2 separate regions of the Sus scrofa genome follow, and region 1 is linked to region 2. Evidence: chromatin contacts called from public HiChIP or PLAC-seq data. All regions are on one chromosome and are shown on one strand. The core of a region is the stretch at or near the end of the contact, and the rest is flanking DNA. Distances in the headings are between cores, read along the strand shown. Region 1 holds the start of ATP2A1 (ATPase sarcoplasmic/endoplasmic reticulum Ca2+ transporting 1). Region 2 holds the start of MYLPF (myosin light chain, phosphorylatable, fast skeletal muscle).

Region 1 (2,700 bases), core at 145-2,644, 610 kb after region 2:
GCTGGAGCAGAGGTGGGGGTGGGGCTGGCGTTAGAGCAGCTGCTTCTCCGAGGAAGCTGATACCCAGGCCAGCCGTTCAGCAACAACTTGTGGCTTTGCACCCAGCCCTGGGCCCCCACCCACCTGGCTGCCACATGCCAGCTCCCTGCCGTCCCTTTTCCCCACCGCTCCTCAGACTTCCCTCTGACCCTCGCGGCCCCGTCTCTCTGCCCCCTGCTCTGTCTGTCCTTATTTCCCCTAGACCTGTCCCCATCAATCTGCCTGCCGGCCATTCCTCTAGTCTGGAGCCTCTGCTTTACCCCCTCCCCCAGGGGCCCCTTGCCATGATGCCCCTTTCCTCCGGCCTCTGCCCACGGGGTGTGCCCAGCACCTGAGCATGCAGCGCTGGTCCTCGCTCGCTGTCTGCTAGCACAGCTACGCCACCTGGGGTCTGCCACGTAAACCCCGCATTTCAAAGACTGCCTGGGGTGGGATGAGGTGACCCTCATTCTGTGACTTAGGGTGACCCCTGCCCCCATTCGGAAACATTGATCCCTCCCCCTCTGCCATCAGCACATTCTGTAGGCTCTTGGATTACCCGGCTGTCTGGGTATCCCATTTTCTTGGTAGGGGGGGGATTCCCTGTCAGGGATGGGGGGGCCCAAAGGCTCCGTTCCCAGAGGCTGACTTAGAGCAATGGGGCGTGGGGGGGGGGTTGGGGGAGAGACAGGCCGTCCTGGCTTTGGTCACCAGGGCCTGGACACTAAATCCCTTGTTGATGGCTGCAGCAAGCCCTCCCTAGGGTAGGGTTACCATCTTCTGCCCTGTCCCCTGACCCTCTCCCCTCCTTCCTTCCCCTGGTCCCTCTAGAGCCACTTCCTCTCACCCCCAAAGGATGTTCTCCCTCTTTTCAAGTCCTGGAGGGTTGGAGTATCTCTGCTGCCTTTTCCACAAACTAAGGAAGGAGGAGACTGTGGCTGTAGGAACAGGTTCAGAGAGGATGAGGCAGCGGGGTGGGGGTGGGGGGTTGAAGGAGGGAGCGCAGGAAAATGAGAGATGAAGGCCTGAGAGGAGACGTGGCCTTAAGAAGGGGAGAGGGGGAGGTTGGAATAGGAAGTTCAGTGCAGCTGAAGAAGTCGAGGCAATTTCAGGAGGGCTCACCCCTGAAGACAGAAAGCGAAGTCTCTCCCTACCCCCCCCCTTCCCTGGGGCTGGGGCCACCTTAGCTTCCCTCATGAGTGACATCTCAGGCTGCAGCCCCACTGTTCCCCCTCTGTCAGCAGAAATATCTCTCTCTTCTGACCCCTCCTGCTGGAGTCTCAGCCAGCCAATCCCTGATCTGGGGGAGGGGGGAGCCTGCCCCCCCCACTCCCTCATAAGGACCAGCTGGGGGCTGGGGGGGGTGGCCGGCTGCTGCAAGTGGGACTGGGGTCAGAGCTTCGTGGAGGGAAGAATAAGCTGGGGGGGGTAGGAGAGAGAGAGGAAGAAACCCAGACGGACAGGCAGGTGGACACACTGAGGAAGGCCCCCCACGCGTGAGGAAACCCCCCCAGAAGGAACAGACCGCCCCCTGGCCCCCAGGAAGGGAGCACCATGGAGGCTGCACACTCCAAGACCACAGAAGAATGTTTGGCCTATTTTGGGGTGAGCGAGACCACAGGCCTCACCCCGGACCAAGTTAAGCGGCATCTGGAGAAATACGGCCACAATGGTAAGTGTCCCTTGCAGGAGAGGCCGGTCGTGCCCTCCCGCATCTGCACAACACACACATGGACTCACACTCACACACCAGGGCCTTGCGCTCCAGGGGATCCTAGGGAGGAGACAGGTCATGGACCAATGACTGCAGGGGAGGGGAGGATACTGAGAAAACAGGGTCCCTGAGACCCAGAGATTGGAGAAGTTCTATGGATAACCTTGGTGAACCTCAGCTGCCCTTTTGGTGGCCTGATTCTCTTACCTTAGCCACAAAGTCCTGGGTGCGGGCGGCATTGCACTGAATGCCAAATGAATGTGTCCTTTTCTTCTTTCTCTCTGGGCAGAGCTCCCTGCTGAGGAAGGTAAGTTCCACCTCTTCCCCTCTGTGCCCCACTCCCTTCTTCCTGCCCTCTCCTTCTGACTCCTGGGACAAATGTTCCTCCCCAAAGGTTAGAGCCTGGCCCGGGGCAGAAGTTTCCGGGCACTTTCTCCTTGAGGCATCCAGCCCTTGAACAACTGCCCACTCCTTGGAGGAGCCTGTTTTTGGACTCCTGGCCTGTTCCCTCAGCCCTTTTCTCAGCATCAAATGGCCTGCCCATCACCACAGACCCTTTCTGCTCCAGGCTGGATCCCAGCCTGCACCCAGAGTCCCAGCCGGTCATCTGTTAGACCTTAACCCCGAGGGCTCCCTCCCCTTGCTTCTTCCCCCAGGGAAGTCCCTGTGGGAGCTGGTGATAGAGCAGTTTGAAGACCTCCTAGTGCGGATCCTTCTCCTGGCCGCCTGCATTTCCTTTGTAAGTGTGGGAGGGCCTCTGGGGGCTGGCTGGGGCTGTGGGTTGGGGGGATCTGGAGAGTCTGCTGGCGACCGGCTCCAAATCATGGGTTCCTCTAGTCCGAGCCTTCAGCATCCTATTCTCCAGACCAGAACCGAGAGAGGTGGGGTGACGCTGATTTGCATATTCCTCTGTCCTCCCCCACACCCCACAGGCAGGTTTTATTTTAAGCTTTAGGGTGTTCTCAGCC
Region 2 (2,700 bases), core at 17-2,516:
GGTTCTGGTCAATTACTGTGAAGGCCTGTGGAGGGCAGGGAGAGGTTAGGTCCCGCATGGACAGGCTTCAGCATCCTTACTCCAGGCAGATCAGATTCCAAGACTCTGGCCCCCAGCCAGCCGTCCTCCTCAGACGCCAAGCAGGGCAGAGAGCAAGGAATTCTAAACCCTCCCCCTCCCCCTAAACAGGTGCACATTCCAGGGGGTGGGGGTTGGGGGGCGGGGGGCAGAGTAGCAGTGGGTGCCTTTGGTCAGCCTCCAGTCTCCCTTCTCCCCGCACTCACCTCCTTGAACTCCTGGATCTGAGTCTGATCGAACATGGAGAAGACGTTGGAGCTTCCTTCTGCCGCTGCCCTTCTCTTGGCCTTCTTGGGTGCCTGAGGGATGAGGATCGGACAAAGGAGTTTGTGGACAATCCTTACCCCTCTCTGGAGGCAATGGATTAGATTCAGCGTTCTCCGAGTCCACTCTTTTAAAGTAACTCTTCTGGCTCCAGGCATCCCCTTCCTACGACCTCTCTGCTGAGGGGAATTGCTTCAGTTGTAGCCTCAAATTCCTATTCATAGCCTTCCACTCTACCCAACAGGTGGGAGGTCCCTCCCCTTCTCGGTGCCCGGAGCCTGGCTCATCCAAGTCCTAGACTTGCTGTGTGACCCAGATTCACTCATCACCCTGTTTAAACCTCTAGTTTCTCATTTACGAAATGGGAGTGAAGGGAGTTCCCATTGTGGCTCAGCAGTAATGAACCTGACTAGTATCCATGAGGTCGAGGGTTTGATCCCTGGCCTTGCGTGGTGGGTTAAGGATCTGGCATTGCTGTGGCTGTGGTGTGGGCTGGCAGCTGCAGCTCCAATTTGACTCCTAGCCTGGGAACCTCCATATGCTGAAGGTATGGCCCTAAAAAGACAAAGAAAAAAAAAAAAAAAAGGAGCGGGTGTTCTTGCCTGGTTGATTGCAGGGGTTTTTCAGAAGACGGAGGGCAGGAAGGTATGGATCAAGCTTTGAGGGGCACTGGGCTCCTGAGAGTGGAGTGTCTGGGCAGATTATCCTTGGTTGGGTCCTTTAGGGCATCATTCTGTACCTTTCCCATTAGTGATACCAAGGGAGGGAAGATTCATCTTTTTTCCTCTTGCTGGACTGGGCACCAGCTCCTTTCAAAGGATAAGGTTCCTGAGGGATCTGGGCAGGGGCTGGGGGTTCTCACTCACCATGTCTTAAGTCTCCTGGGGGCAAGGCAGTGGCTCTGGCTGGAAAGGAGCAGAGAGTCAGCCTGGGGCGGTCCCTCTGGAGTTATATAGTCCTGCCCCAGGGAGCCCTTAACATACCAGGGTAACCTTAGCCCTGTGGGTGCCCACCCCAGATACCAAAATAGCCCAGCTCAGAGCCTCTCCTTTCTTGGAGGGCCGGCAGCAGCTGGAGCCCAGGGAGGGAGGGAGGAGAGAGTGAATCTTGGGATGCATGTCTCACTCGGACCTGGGCAGGAAGGGATGTTCTTTCTCCCAAAGGGGGGGGGGGGCTGGAAGGTGCCAGAGTTCAGAGAGGGCCCAGGCTGAGACAGACTACTAGGAGAGAGAGGAAACAGGCCCCTGTACCCCTGCCTGAGGTGGACTCACATGGAAACCCAGGACATTTTGCTGAACACCCAGAGCCTGCAAGGCATGGGTCTGTGCTTAACGGGTACGATTCGGCAAACACAGCCTCCCCCCACCCCCATCACAGAGTTCACAGTCAAGAGTATAATATGCGTGAGGCTAGTGACAGAGGTTCAAGGTGAGTGAGAGCTGTCTGGGGAAGCTGGGGATCAGAAGGTTCTTCTATATCCCCTTTTGGGGGGATTTTGTGAGGAAAGATTTGGGGCATAGAATCACTAGATATGGAGGCACTAGACAGGCTGGAGCAGAGAACCTGCTCTATGACCTTGGACTTGGTACTACAACTCCCTGGGCCTTGGTTTCCTCTTCTATGAAATGGGGGTGAAATTCCCATGCCAAAGAACTTGGGGATGTGAACACTATTTGGAAACAGTTAGTGAAGTTTCATCCTTGTAATTAATATCCAAGCCCTGCCTTGGTGGAAATTATAGTCTAGCCATGGAGACATCCCAACCCAGCTGGTCAGGAGGACAGAAGGATAGGGCATCACAGCCCTGTCTAGGAAATGACTTTATGAAGGCCAGTAGAAGCGAGTCAGGTGAAAGTGGGGAGGAGTTCCTGCTGTGCTGCAGTGGAAACAAACCTGACTCGTATCCATGAGGATGCGGGTTCCATCCCTGACCTCGCTCAGTGGGTTAAGGATCCGGTGTTGCCATGAGCTGTGGTGTAGGTCACAGATGCGGCTCGGATCCTGCGTTGCTGTGGCTGTGGTGTAGGCTGGTGGCTGCAGCTCCAGTTCTACCCCTAGCCTGGGAACTTCCACATGCTGGGTGTGGCCCTAAGAAGCAAAAAAAAAAAAAAGGTGCAGGTGAAGGTGGAGGAGCAGGCATGCTAAGCAGAGGGCATGGATGGGTAAAGGCCTGGAGAAGTGAAAGATCAGAAGTCTTTTGCTCAACAAAACTGTGATGGGGCCTGAGCAGAGGCAAGAGGAACTGGCTGGACACTAGACACTGGCGGGTCTTCAGTACCAAGCTGAGGGCTGAGACTTTTTGAGCCTTGGAAAAGTTTGAACCATGAGAAGGACATGGTCTAGTATGAGTCCATAACA

What was found. HiChIP or PLAC-seq counts read pairs in DNA pulled down with a chosen protein or histone mark.
Region 1: a contact with region 2 is called in an H3K27ac HiChIP or PLAC-seq map of skeletal muscle, with 5 times the contacts expected there. The contact joins the promoter of ATP2A1 here to the promoter of MYLPF in region 2. A contact is called at or near these places in 2 of 2 datasets of contacts at active chromatin or transcription factors (alveolar macrophages and skeletal muscle).

What each region holds. Positions count from the first base shown.
Region 1 is chr3:18,546,599-18,549,298 of Sscrofa11.1, forward strand. ATP2A1 (ATPase sarcoplasmic/endoplasmic reticulum Ca2+ transporting 1) reads left to right here and starts at 1,395. Exons shown (of 23, transcript NM_001204393.1): 1 at 1,395-1,690; 2 at 2,022-2,039; 3 at 2,389-2,471. The coding sequence starts at 1,573.
Region 2 is chr3:17,939,805-17,942,504 of Sscrofa11.1, forward strand. It overlaps MYLPF (myosin light chain, phosphorylatable, fast skeletal muscle), which reads right to left and starts at 1,267. Exons shown (of 7, transcript NM_001006592.1): 1 at 1,209-1,267; 2 at 285-377; 3 at 1-25. The coding sequence starts at 1,211.